Regions from separate parts of the Mus musculus genome. Here region 2 is linked to region 1. The links are chromatin contacts, called in public promoter capture Hi-C maps. All regions are on one chromosome and are shown on one strand. The core of a region is the stretch at or near the end of the contact, and the rest is flanking DNA. Distances in the headings are between cores, read along the strand shown.

Region 1 (7,007 bases), core at 3,269-5,768:
ACGCCTTTAATCCCAGCACTCAGGGGGCAGAGGCAGGTGGATCTCTGAGAGTTTGAAGCCAGACTAGTCTACACAGCCAGTTCCAGAAACAGCCAGGACTACACAAGGAAACCCCCATCTTGATAAACTAAAGAAGAAAGAGAAGGAGGAGAAGGAGGAGGAGGAAGAGGAGAAGGAAAAAGAAAAGAAGAGAAGAGAAGAGAAGAGAAGAGAAGAGAAGAGAAGAGAAGAGAAGAGAAAAGAAAAGAAAAGAAAAGAAAAAAGCGAAAAGAAAAGCTTTTTGGGGCTGAAGATGGCTCAGCAGCTAAGAGTATGCACTGCTCTCTCAGAGCACCCGAGTTTGCTTCCCAGCACCCATGTCAAACACCTCACAGCCACCTATAACTCCAGCTCCTGGGTGTCTGACATCTTTTTCTGGCCTCTGAGGTCCCCAGATCTCATGTGCACATACCCCTCCCTATACAAATACAAACATATAAAAATTTAAAAATTTTAATAATTAAAAAAAAGATGCTTTTTTAGGGCTGGCAAGATGGCTCACTGGGTAAATGTGTGTGCCGCCCAGTTTGATGACCTGAGTTCTAGTCCCAAAGGTGACATAGTGGAGGAGAGAGCCAACCCCGAGGTTGTCCTTTAACCTTTACATGTGCATTGTAGCCTACACACTGTAGCAGGTATATGGCCCCTCCCCCGAATAAATACATATAACAGATTTTAAAATACTTTTAGCATTTCTTTTAGACAAGTTTATTGTGTAGACTGGGCTTACCTCTGCTGGAATCAAAGGTGCATGCTACACCTTTTTTGCGTATGGTGTGTGTGTGTGTGTGTGTGTGTGTGTGTGTGTGTGTGTATGTTGCATTGCATGTAGAGGTCAGTGGACAACCTTGGGTTTGAGTCAGGGCTCTGTTGTTGTCCGTTATCTGTAAAGCAGGGTAGCTGGCCTGCCGGCTTACAGGGGCTCTCTCCTGTCTCTACGTCCCATTTCCCTGTAGAAGCCTTGGGATTACAGCTACCATGCCTGGCTTCAAATGGGTCTGGAGACTTGAACTCGGCTCCTCAAACTCCTCACACTTCCCGGGCAAGTGTATCGCTCCCTGCGCTGTCTCCCCCAGCCCTCTTTAAGCATTGGTAATGGTCCCTCTCTTTCACACGTTCTTTTAACACAACGGACATTTATAGGCGCCTCCTCCAGGCCAGGAGCCAGAACCTTGTAGGGCATGGCACGGTGCCTTCCTCCTGAAGCCCCCAGGCTTTGTAGGGAAATCAGGCTTTGGAGCAGTTAGCTGTACTCTGCAGTGGGGTGCCCGGTAGGGCATCCTGACAGGCTAATCAGAGCCGAGGTGGGGCCTGGGGGAAGGATTCCGGTTTATCCAAGAATGAGGGGAGCTTACAATGCAAGAGAGGCCTAGGGGGAAGGTTGGCTTGGTGAGGGTGGGAACTCAGGACAGAAGGCTGTCCCTTCCCACAATTGGCCTCTAGCCAAGGCCCCTAGAAAGGCTGGCATCTTCCAAGGAGGTGGAGCTTCGAGGGGCTCCCAGTGGGGGTGGGGCAGTGATGGTGACCTCCTTCGGTCTCTGCCCCTTCGCATCGTCTCCCTTTCAGTGTGTGCCTGAGGTATTGTTCCTCTTTTGTAAAGAGGGGGATCGGGTAACAAAGCCGGGTGGGTGGGCAGGCAGCCCAAGGGGCCTCTTCTCTTCCCTCCCCCTGAAGCATCTGCACTGAGGGGTAGGCACACATACACCTCTGGCTTCCCAGGAGCTGGCTGTTGCCATAGTGACAGGCAGGCCTTGCATCCCACTGGCCCCTGGAGTTGCCCTTCCCACTATGGCTGCCAAAGTTAGGGGCCCCCAACTCTTTTGCATCCTGGAGTGGGAGGCAGGGACATACAAAATAGAACTCCTGGCTAGTCTCTGCCTCCTAGCTGGCTTTGAGGAAAGGGACAACTTTCCTTAAAGAGAGCTCCAGCCACTGGGACAGATGCTCAGGAAGCAAGGCTAAGCCTTGAGATCAGAAATAAGTGCTCCCTCACCCGGGTGTCTGGTGTGGCTGTTAGTGTTCTGCAAAAAGGAAGGGAAAGATAGCAGAAGGCTTATAGGATAGGTAAGGACACTGGGGGACCCAAAGCAGAGCCTGCCCCTGAGTCTACTATGATCGATGGAATAAGAGAAAGGTCTTGGGGTATTTGAAAAAAAAAAAAAAAAAAAAAACCTTAAAGAATGGAGAAGTGAGGACCTAGGTTCATAAGGTGGGGGTTGGGGGGGGGTTGAGGTAGAACCCTCAGAGATCTTCTTGTCTCCTCTCCAGGAGTGTGATCAACAGGTGTGTATCACGCCACCTGGCTTCGTTTGTGGGTGCTGGGGATCCGAACTCACGACCTCATGTTTGCCCAAAAAGCACCTATCTGCCTAAGCCGTCTCCCCAGCCCCGAGTTTAGGATCGCGAAGCAAGACCCAACCTGGGGACTCGCAGGGGCTCAGTTTGGCGTGCAGGGCTGGCTGCATCTTCACAAAGCCTCTTCTCTCCAGTCTTTTCGGGGGGGGGGGGGCTGGGTGCATGCCAGTGACACATATGTTTTTCTTTGTCCCTGCCGAGCTGCAGCTTTCTGGGAGCCGAGAGACTAGGAAATGACCACCCCATTTTCTCACTGCGGCCATCAGCGCTGCCCTGGCTTCTTCCTGAATCCCGGCTCTAAATATAGCAGGAGGGTATTGGCCAAGCCGTGTATGTGTGTGTGTGTGTGTGTGTGTGTGTGTGTGTGTGTGTGTGTGTGTGTGTGTGTGTGTGTGTGTGTGTGTGTGTGTGTACGCGTGTGCGCGCATGTAACAGGCAACTTTTAGCAGGGAAACAATGTGCCTGCCAGTCCTGACACCGAGGAGGTGTGTGAGCCTGAGTAGTATAGCTTTCCCTTCAGACTTGTACCAGAGACTCCGGCTTTCCTGTAGGGCCACAGTAGAGGCTGAAATCATCACTGTGAAATACCTGGCTCAGGCACTTGGGAGGTGGAAGTAGGAGGGTGAGAAGTCCTTTGATACATAAGGAATGTGAGGCCAGCTTGGACAACATGAAATAGTCTGGAAAACAAACAAATGGGGAGTTTGAGAAATGGATCAGGAATTGAGATCACTGGTTGCTCCTCCAGAGGACCTAGGTTCGATTCCCAGCACCCACATGGAGGTTCACAACTCCAGTTCCAAAGCCTTCTTAGGGCCTCCAAGGGTACCAGGCACACACGTGGTGCACATACAGATAGACAAGCAAAGCACATTAATAAGAAAATTTAAAAATTTAAAGCAAAGCAAGGCAACAACAAAACAGACAAGTGGAGGAGCCGGAGAGATGGCTCAGTATAAAGGTAGTCACCCCATCCCAGTCATGATGACCCGAGTCAGGGGGCAGGTATCCCGTGATAGAAGAAGAGTACTGACTCCCCAAGTTGTCCTTGCTTGCATGCAGTTTCGTGCGTGTCACACACACACACACACACACACACACACACATGCACACACACGCACACACAGACAGACAAACGGCAGGATGTGTGTGTGTGTGATAAATATAATGAAAACAAAACAAAATCAGCTTGGGCTGGGCACGTGGCTTGTCTAGCCTGGGTTCCATCCCTAGAATGAACAGCAGAAAAAACTCATGTGGGGGGCTGGCAAGATGGCTCAGCGGGTAAGAGCACTGACTGCTCTTCCAAAGGTCCTGAGTTCAAATCCCAGCAACCACATGGTGGCTCACAACCATCCATAATAAGATCTGATGCCTTCTTCAGGAATGTCTGAAGACAGCTACAGTGAGTGTACTTACATATAATAAATTAATAAAAAAAAAACCAAAAAAACAAAAAAACAAAAAACAACCTCATGTGGTGGCAGCCCTTATGAGGCAGGAGGATCAGGAATTCAAGGTGAGCTTGAGGCCAGCCTGGGTTATATGAGACCCTGTCTCAAAAACAACAGGATCAACAAAAACACCCTTAAGGGAAGAAGAGAGGAGAGGGGGAACAAGCAACTCCCTAGCCTGGAGCTTGGAGAGCTTGGGATGGTCCCCTCCCACCTGGGAAGAAAAGGGCGCACTTGATGCGAGGGAGTACATTGGGAGGTGCGTTCCCGCGGACTGTCGAGTCTGCAAAGGAAGGGAAAGAAATGAGCAGAAGAGAAGAAAAGCTGACCCACAACGTTGCCCACACGCCTCCAGCGTGGCAGAGAGGCGCGGCACCTTTAAAGCGCGACGGGGGCGTGCCCTGAGGGACTGCCCCGCCCCTGGGCGTGTCCTCCTACTGACCACGCCCTCGGGGTGCCGAGCCGCGGCGGCTGGCGGCGGAGACCACGCCGGCTCTGGCTGGAGTGGCGGCGGCATCGGCGGCGGCGGCGACGGCGGTGGTAGCGGTTGTTCCTCCGAAGGCGCCACGCGCTCCGGGACACACGTGGGCGGCCGAGAGATGGCGCGGGAGCCGCGACGTGGCGCGCAGATCCCGGGACGCGGGATGGAGCGGTGCGAGTGAGCCCGAGCGGCCGCGCCGCGGGGCGATGGCCGTGCCACCGCTGCTCCGCGGGGCGCTGCTGCTGTGGCAGCTGCTGGCGACGGGCGGCGCGGCGCTGGAGATCGGCCGCTTCGATCCGGAGCGTGGCCGTGGCCCCGCACCGTGCCAAGCGATGGAGATCCCCATGTGCCGGGGCATTGGCTACAACCTGACCCGCATGCCCAACCTACTGGGCCACACGTCGCAGGGCGAGGCGGCGGCGCAGCTGGCCGAGTTCTCGCCCCTCGTGCAGTACGGCTGCCACAGCCACCTGCGCTTCTTCCTCTGCTCGCTCTACGCCCCAATGTGCACCGACCAGGTCTCCACTCCCATCCCAGCCTGCCGGCCCATGTGCGAGCAGGCTCGCCTGCGCTGCGCCCCCATCATGGAGCAATTCAATTTCGGCTGGCCCGACTCACTCGACTGTGCCCGGCTCCCCACGCGCAACGACCCGCACGCACTCTGTATGGAGGCACCCGAGAACGCTACAGCAGGCCCCACAGAACCCCACAAGGGCCTGGGCATGCTCCCTGTGGCACCTCGGCCCGCGAGGCCACCGGGAGATTCAGCCCCAGGTCCCGGCAGCGGTGGCACCTGCGACAACCCCGAGAAGTTCCAGTACGTGGAGAAGAGTCGCTCGTGCGCTCCGCGCTGCGGGCCAGGCGTCGAGGTGTTCTGGTCTCGGCGCGATAAGGACTTCGCGCTGGTTTGGATGGCTGTGTGGTCCGCGTTGTGTTTCTTCTCCACGGCCTTCACCGTGTTCACCTTCCTGCTGGAGCCTCACCGGTTCCAGTACCCAGAGCGCCCGATTATCTTCCTTTCTATGTGCTACAATGTCTACTCCTTGGCCTTCCTGATCAGAGCGGTGGCAGGTGCACAGAGTGTGGCATGCGACCAGGAGGCAGGGGCTCTGTATGTGATCCAGGAGGGTCTGGAAAACACAGGCTGCACCCTGGTCTTCCTGTTGCTCTATTATTTCGGGATGGCCAGCTCACTTTGGTGGGTGGTTTTGACTCTAACCTGGTTCCTGGCTGCAGGCAAAAAATGGGGCCACGAGGCCATCGAGGCTCACGGCAGCTACTTCCACATGGCAGCGTGGGGCCTGCCAGCACTCAAAACTATCGTGGTCCTGACTCTGCGCAAGGTGGCTGGCGATGAACTGACTGGGCTCTGCTATGTAGCCAGCATGGACCCGGCAGCCCTCACTGGCTTTGTGTTGGTACCCCTATCTTGCTACCTGGTACTGGGTACCAGTTTCCTCCTGACCGGTTTTGTGGCTCTCTTCCATATCCGCAAAATCATGAAGACGGGAGGCACCAATACGGAGAAGCTGGAGAAGCTGATGGTCAAAATCGGAGTCTTTTCCATCCTTTACACAGTGCCGGCCACCTGCGTCATTGTCTGCTACGTTTATGAACGCCTCAACATGGACTTCTGGCGGCTTCGGGCCACAGAGCAACCATGTACTGCTGCCACCGTGCCTGGAGGCCGGAGAGACTGCTCGCTGCCAGGGGGCTCGGTGCCCACTGTGGCTGTCTTCATGCTCAAAATCTTCATGTCCTTGGTGGTGGGCATCACCAGTGGAGTCTGGGTATGGAGTTCCAAGACTTTTCAGACTTGGCAGAGCCTGTGCTACCGAAAAATGGCAGCTGGCCGAGCCCGGGCCAAGGCCTGCCGAACCCCAGGGGGCTATGGCCGGGGTACCCACTGCCACTACAAAGCCCCCACGGTGGTCTTGCACATGACTAAGACAGACCCCTCTCTGGAGAACCCCACACACCTCTAGAACATAGGCTAGGCTGTGAGTTATGGTTGCTCCCTCCTTGCCCTCCCCTCCCCCCTTCAGAGACAGCTGACTAACAGCTGCCCAGCTGTCAAGGTCAGACAAGTGAGACACAGGGGGCTGAGGACTAGGGTGGGGACCCAGTAAAGCTCAGGGCCTTGACCTTCTGTCTCATGCAGGGAGTGGTCCTAGTCCACAGAGGGTCCCAGGATAAGAAGGGGCAGAAGGGGGCAGGGTCCAGTGCAGAGTTATTTAATGATGTAATTTATTGTGGCATTTCTCTGGAAGCTGTGACTGGAATAAACCCTCGTGTGGCACTGCTGTGTTCTATCTGGGCTGGAAAGAGGGAAGACAAGACAGGAGGGTGAGAAACTTCATAAGCAGAGCTGGGGGTGGGGGGCGGAGGCCATGAGATTCATCCTCTGACCCCTTGTCCAGGAGGAAGTTCCTCTGTGGGGGCATCGGTGGATTATAGGAGTCCTAGACTGCTGTGGGTGTGTGCGTGTGCGTGGTGTGTGTTTCTCTTCTCACCTGTCTCAAGTCTGAGATCTGTGCTTCTGAAGTGCAACAAGAACCTCCTCATGAATACCCAGGAACCCCTGGCTGTGACATGGCTCCTTCTAGTCCTAACAGTGTCATCTAGCCTGTTTAGAGAAACAGGTAAGCTCCCCCGCCCCTACCCACCCATACTTTGCT
Region 2 (6,540 bases), core at 73-2,572, 320 kb after region 1:
ATTTACTAGGCAGGGTCTCAGGACTAATTGAGCAGTAGCATGTAGGAGGTCCTGGGTGCTGAAGGGAAGGCAGGGTGGTGTATCAGATCTTACCTCCACAGCTACCAGGCCAGTGCCACAGGCCACATCGAGGATCAGGGCATCATGGGGTGAGCCCCGAAAGGCTCGACTGAGACAATCCACAGCAAGGCGTGGGGCTCGGTACTTCAAAGCAGCCACATCCTGAGGAGATAGCACTTAGCCCAACATAGTGTTTAGACGACTCACCTTGTGGGGTGCCCAAGTTCTGCCAGTTTGAGCTTGTGTGTTTTAGAGTTCAGATCCTCCTAGGACCCCAGTAACAGAAGACCCGAGCTTGAGGTGTCTTACTTTTTTTTCGAGACAGGGTTTCTCTGTATAGCCCTGGCTGTCCTGGAACTCACTTTGTATACCAGGCTGGCCTCGAACTCAGAAATCCGCCTGCCTCTGCCTTCCGAGTGCTAGGATTAAAGGCATGCGCCACCACTCCCGGCTTTGAGGTGTCTTACTGTCAAGGGACCCCACACTAGTGGGGATCAAGCTGGCTGGCTACTGGCTGTGGCAGCTCTTAGCTGGTCTGTCTATACCGAATGATGTCTCAATAGCGCCTCCTGCAGGCTCTCTCCTCGTGTTTGTTGCAGGATTAATTAGGGGTTGCTTACAGGTCAGCCGGGGTGGGTGGGGGTGGGGTGGGTGCAGGTCTCTAAGGAGCACATCTCCCAGGTCTCTTTTCAGCTCCAAGTTTCCCTGAGATGCATGGGTACTATTTTAGCTTTGCTTATAAAAACAGAATCTGAGCCACAAAAGTCGAGGACCCACGTGCTTTCACCTGGTCATACTCCGGAGCCCAGTCGTCATAGAAGCGGAGCTTGCAGGCCAGGTCGGTGATACCGTGGGAGGTTCCGACCCGGGCCAGTACTTGGGGCAGCCGCCCAGCCTCCTCCTGAGTCATTCTCCTGCGGGGGCAGAGTCCACCCAGTGATGAGGTCCTCCACAGTCTTCCGTCCTCCCTCACCCGGCGGAGGAGGTTATCAGTGCTCCAACGCGGTCCCAAGCTACAAACAAGACCTTGAGTGGGAGATGGCAGGAGCTGACCTGTACGCCGAGGCGCTGTTTGTATGGGGAGGGGCTCATAGAGCGGGGGCACTCCCGCGCAGGGAGGGAGGACTACGCCTCAGCCCATCATTCCCGGAGGTGGATCGGGGGCGCGGGTGGGGTTCTTCCTCACCACAAGGGTCTCCAAGAAGGTACAGGCTCAGAACTCACCGCGCGGAACCCCCTTCTCCAGGCAGACCCGAGGGAAGTGGAGGGGCGTGTCTGAGAGCCTGGCCCCGCCTCCAGCACCGCGACGATTGGGTTTCCGTGAGATAAAACAGCCAATCCGAGAAAGAAATGACAGACTACCCTCCCTGAGCCAATGAGCGTATTGCGTGAGAAGATCTCAAACTCACGTGAGGATTTGTTTTTGTTTTTTCACAAATAAAAAAGTTTCTCTCCCTGCCTCGCTTCCTCCCTCGCTCCCTTCCTCCCTCTCTTTTTTCCTTCCTTCCTTCCTTCCTCCCTCCCTCCCTCCCTCCCTCCCTCCCTCCCTCCCTCTTTCTTTCTTTCTTTCTTTCTTTCTTTCTTTCTTTCTTTCTTTCTTTCTTTCTTCTTCCTTCCTCTCTTTCTTTCTTTCTTTCTTTCTTTCTTTCTTTCTTTCTTTCTTTCTTTCTTTCTAAGGTCTTGCTATGGAGCCCAGGGTGACTTGGAACTCCTTATATAGACCAGGTGGACCTCTGCCTCCCAGGAACTGGGATTTAAGCGTTGTGCCATTGCTCCTGGGTACAGTATTTAAAAAACAAACAAACCCGAAAACAACAAAAAAACCAATTTATTTGGGGGGGGGGGCAGATGGTGTGTAGCAGCCAGAGAGCCATTTTTTGATTCCTCCTCCTACCATGGGACTTCCAGGCATGGGACTCAGATTCTCAAGCTTGGCAGCAAGTGCTTTGATCTGCTCAGCCATCTCACTGATCCCCGTTTTTTAGTATTTGTATGGTTTCTTAGGGTCTGAAAATCCAAAACAACCCATGCAGACACAAGAGTCCACGCAAAGCAAGAACTTTGTTTGAGTCAGGCGCAGAAACTGACCAGACAGGGACAACAGCACCGACTTGGGAGCAGACTGCGTCTTCCAATGTTCATCTTAGTAGTTAAACAGCTGGTAAAACTTTATTGTGCTCAGACCGCTGCTGATCGATCAGGACCGAAGAACAGACCTGGAAGTTGGACTTCCCCTCAGAGCCGGAATGGTACAGAGGTTTTAAGCTCGAAAGCCACAAATATCTGCCCCTATATGCAGTCACAACTCAGAATCATTTATTCGTTCATAATTAGAAACAATCATTATGTTTTGGGGAACAAAAAAAAAAAAAGCCGGGCGGTGGTGGCGCACGCCTTTAATCCCAGCACTTGGGAGACAGAGGCAGGCAGATTTCTGAGTTCGAGGCCAGCCTGGTCTACAAAGTGAGTTCCAGGACAGCCTGGAACTCAGAGAAACCCTGTCTCAAAAAAAAAAACCCAATAATAATAAGAAGAAGAAGAAGAGGAAGAAGAAGAGGAAGAAGAAGGAGGAGGAAGTTGGCTAGCCATCTGGGAAGTCCTTGGCTCCCCTAGAACCTGGGAATTTAATCTTCATTTCTCCTTAGGATCTAAGTGGAATGAAACAAAACGGCATTTCCACATAGCTCAAGTCGGTTTTCAACTTTCTATGTAGCCGAGGATGTCCCTCAACCTCTCATCCTCCTGCCTCTACATCCCAAGGGTTGAGATTCCAGGTGTGTACCACCATGCCTGATTTATGTGGTTCTGGGCATTGAACTCAGGATCGAGTGTATGCTAGACAAAAACACTCTCTCAACTGAGCTATATCCCCAGTCCTTGGAAGTATTTTATTTTAATTAAGTTAAAAGCATTTTTTTAGGAAGGATTTTATAATCTTCACTGTTCATCAGAGGTTAGATATAGCCACGAATGGATAATGAGAATGCCAAATTGGTTAATGCATGAGAAAAAAATTTAACTTTTACTTGCATTCATAATAATCATTTATTTATTTATTTAAAGATTTATTCATTTCTTTTATGTGAGTACACTGTAGCTGTCTTCAGACACATCAGAAGAGGGCATTGGATTTCATTACAGATGGTTGTGAGCCACCATGTGGTTGCTGGGAACTGAACTCAGGACCTCAGGAAGAGCAGTCAGTGCTCTTAACCACTGGTCTATCTCTTCAGCCCTGTATTCATAATTTTTAATTGATTAATTAGTAATTAATATGTGAATTATGTTTTTGAGATAGGATTTCACTATGTAGCTCTGGCTGTCCTAGGACTCACTATATAGACCAGGCTGGCCTCAAACTCACATAGATCCTCATGCCTCCGTCTCCCAAATGCTGGGACTAAAGGCGTGAGCCATTCTGCCCAGCTGTATTCATAATTTACATAGCTATCCTGGGTGGTGGCTCCCTTCCTGGATGGGACAGTTTCAACCAGAAACCAAGCCTGGGGCTACAGCTCTGTTGGCTGTGTATGTATCCCATGGAGACACAGCTCTGGGTGCTGTGGTGCACTTGACAGACCTGGGATGCAGAGTCAGGAGCTCAGGGCCATTCCCTGTCCCTGGCCTTCTGCTCAAACTCAGGATGCTGCAGATGAGGTCATTCTACACAGGAAACCAAGGAGTGAGGCAGGGTTGGTTGGAGGAGGACATGCTAAATTTGAGGTTTCTGTGATGTTTGCATCAAATCATCTAATAAAGTGACCGAGAGGCCGTTTTGTTTTGCTCTATTGTTGGGACATCTTATTCTGGAGCCCAGGCTGGCTCAGGCCTCCGAATCCTTTTTTTAGATAGGTCTTCTCTGTGTATGTAGCCCTGGCTGTCCTGCAACTTTATAGATCAAGCTGTTCTTGAACTCCGAGAGATCTGCCTGTTTCTGCCTCCCAAGTATTGGGATTAAAGGCTTGCATCTCCACTGTCTTCCTGGCTGCAAATCCTCCTCCTCTGGCCTCCAGAGTGCTTCGATTGCAGGTGTCAGATACCATGACTGGTTCTCTGAGGCTCTTGGAACCCAGACCTGAGCTCGGAAGAGAAACCAAGCTGGGGACACATTTGAGGCTCCAGAGGGGTTCAGGATTCAGGCAAGGACCCCTCAGTACTTCATGGGACATTAGAAAAGGGGAGCTTTGTGGGACTGGGTTGTGGAGTTCTTGTCTATCATGCAGGAAGCCCTGAAGACTGTCCCCAGCACCACATCAAGAGGATGGTAATTTTAACCTTAGCCTGGCTGTGGTGGTGCACACCTTTGACCAAAGCACTTGGGAAGCAAAGGCATCTCCATGAGTTCAAGGCCAGCCTGGCTTATTTTTAATTAAAAATAAACAAAGAAACAAGAAGCCTAATGGTATCTTGTGCTGCATAACAAATTTGAGGATAACCTGTGCTACCTAAGGCCATGTCTGGAAAATGAAGGGATGGGGGAAACTGGAATGTTAGAGGAAAGGAAAGGCAGGGAGGACATGCATGCACACGTGTGTGCACACACACAAACACACACTCACAAAGCACATTTTAGAGAAACCCGGGGGGCAGATCTGGCCTTATGTTGCAGAAGAGGGAACACTGAGAGCTGCTGAGAGCCGTGGAGACTGCTTAGCGGACAAAGGTGCTTGCTGCTGAGCCGCACAGCCTGAGCTCCATCCCTGGCATCCAAGGGTGGGTGAGAGGGGAGAACTAATTCCTGAAGCTCTCCCCCCACCCCTCTAACGGAGACACACACACACACACACACACACACACACACACACACACACAGACAGACACTTTAAATATATGTAAAAAACATAATGCAGTGGTGAAGAGATGGCTCAGCAGTTAAGAGCACTGACTGCTCTTCCGAAGTTCCTGAGTTCAAATCCCAGAAACCACGTGGTGACTCACAACCATCTGTAGTGGGATCTGATGCCCTCTTCTGGTGTGTCTGAAGGCAGCTACAGTGTACTCATATACATAAAATAAATAAATAACTCTTTTAAAAAAGTAAACAATGCTACAGAACTGAGCACTGAGCAAGGATTGTGAGCTATGGAAGACTCCCTTCCTGTAAGCCCGACCACGAGAGCAGAAATCTGATGTGTACCGAGCAGACCTAGAGCATGATACGGATGTAGATCTGTGTCCTTTCCTGAAAAGGCCTCCAAAACTCCAGAGATGGTGGGGTCACTGGATGAAGGGGCTTGGGTTCCCAAATGTGAGTGTGAGGCAGGGCCCTCCACATCTACCAGCAATATTCTAGAATAAGGTCAAGGCTTGGATTGTGGGGTCTGGTCTAACATGAAGAGTCACATCCAACAAAGACCACTAGGATAGTCGTGGTTATTTTAGGTTGTGTTGGGGATGGGACCTGTGGATTCATCCATGCTAGGAAAGTACTTTTTTCTAATAGACACCCCAGCCTACGTTTTGGGTGCTTTTGGTAATGGATGTGGAACTACAGAGAGTGGGGAAACCCTGATTTCATGGTTTAATGAAAATTCCCTGAAATAAGCCAAACCCACCTTGAACACTCGACACGACTGATTGACAAGTTAGAAATTCAGTGTTTTGGGAAAGTTGGAAGGCCGCAGATCCAGACTCTTAGCTCCCTAAATAGGCATCTATTGCCCATCTCTGTGAGCCATCTAACATCCTTGTGATTGTCATATGAAACCTCTAGGAATGTATAACCACACCCCTACCTTCTACCAACCCAAAGCAAGAATGTTCCCAGAGGCCTGGAGCTGAGACTTGATTTAACTTGTCCACGTGGTGTACCCACAATATTATAAATATTTACAGGGGCTGGAGAGATGGCTCATTGGATAAGAGCACCGACTGTTCTTCCAGAGGTCCTGAGTTCAATTCCCAACACCCACATGGTGGCTCACAGCCATCTGTAATAGGATCTGACACCCTCTTCTGGTGTGTCTGAAGATAGCTACAGTGTATTCTCATACATAAAATAAAATTTAAAAATCCTTAAAAATTTACAAAGTCAGGTGGTGGTGGCGCATGCCTTTATTCCCATCACTCAGGAGGCAGAGGCAGGTGGATCTCTGAGTTGGAGGCCAGCCTGGTCTACAGAGTGAGTTCCAGGACAGCCAGGGCTATACAGAGAAACCCTGTCTCAAAAACAAACAAACAAAATTACATATCTTTTCATTTATGCCTCTCTCTCTCTCTCTGAGTGTGTGTGTATGCACATGTCATGCATGTGTGTAGAGACCACTCTGGTCTTTCTTTCCATCATGTGTGTTTGATTGAAGTCAGGTTGTCAGTCCTGGCAGGAAGAGCCCTTACCTCTGAGCCATCTTGACAGCTCTCCCCAATGTATTTGGAAGCTGTTTTGATTTTCGATTTTTTTTTGTTCTGTTATGACAAACACTTCATAAGAATCTGTGTTCCTGTGCCATGGTCACTTATATTTGGTTCCAGGGGGAAAAA

Evidence for each region. Capture Hi-C pulls out chosen DNA fragments and counts their contacts.
Region 2: a promoter capture Hi-C map of liver shows a contact between it and region 1. The contact joins the promoter of Mettl27 here to the promoter of Fzd9 in region 1. A contact is called at or near these places in 1 of 484 Hi-C or Micro-C datasets (embryonic stem cells), 2 of 115 datasets of contacts at active chromatin or transcription factors (embryonic stem cells and memory CD8 T cells) and 1 of 9 other capture datasets (liver).

The regions. Positions count from the first base shown.
Region 1 is chr5:135,248,558-135,255,564 of GRCm38.p6, reverse strand. It overlaps Fzd9 (frizzled class receptor 9), which reads left to right and starts at 4,518. Exons shown (of 1, transcript NM_010246.1): 1 at 4,518-6,627. The coding sequence starts at 4,536. The coding sequence ends at 6,314.
Region 2 is chr5:134,927,155-134,933,694 of GRCm38.p6, reverse strand. It overlaps Mettl27 (methyltransferase like 27), which reads right to left and starts at 1,322. Exons shown (of 6, transcript NM_024479.2): 1 at 1,285-1,322; 2 at 848-1,073; 3 at 94-222. The coding sequence starts at 970. 9030607J07Rik (a long non-coding RNA gene) reads left to right here and starts at 1,024. Exons shown (of 3, transcript XR_868588.3): 1 at 1,024-1,115; 2 at 1,307-1,469; 3 at 2,065-3,848.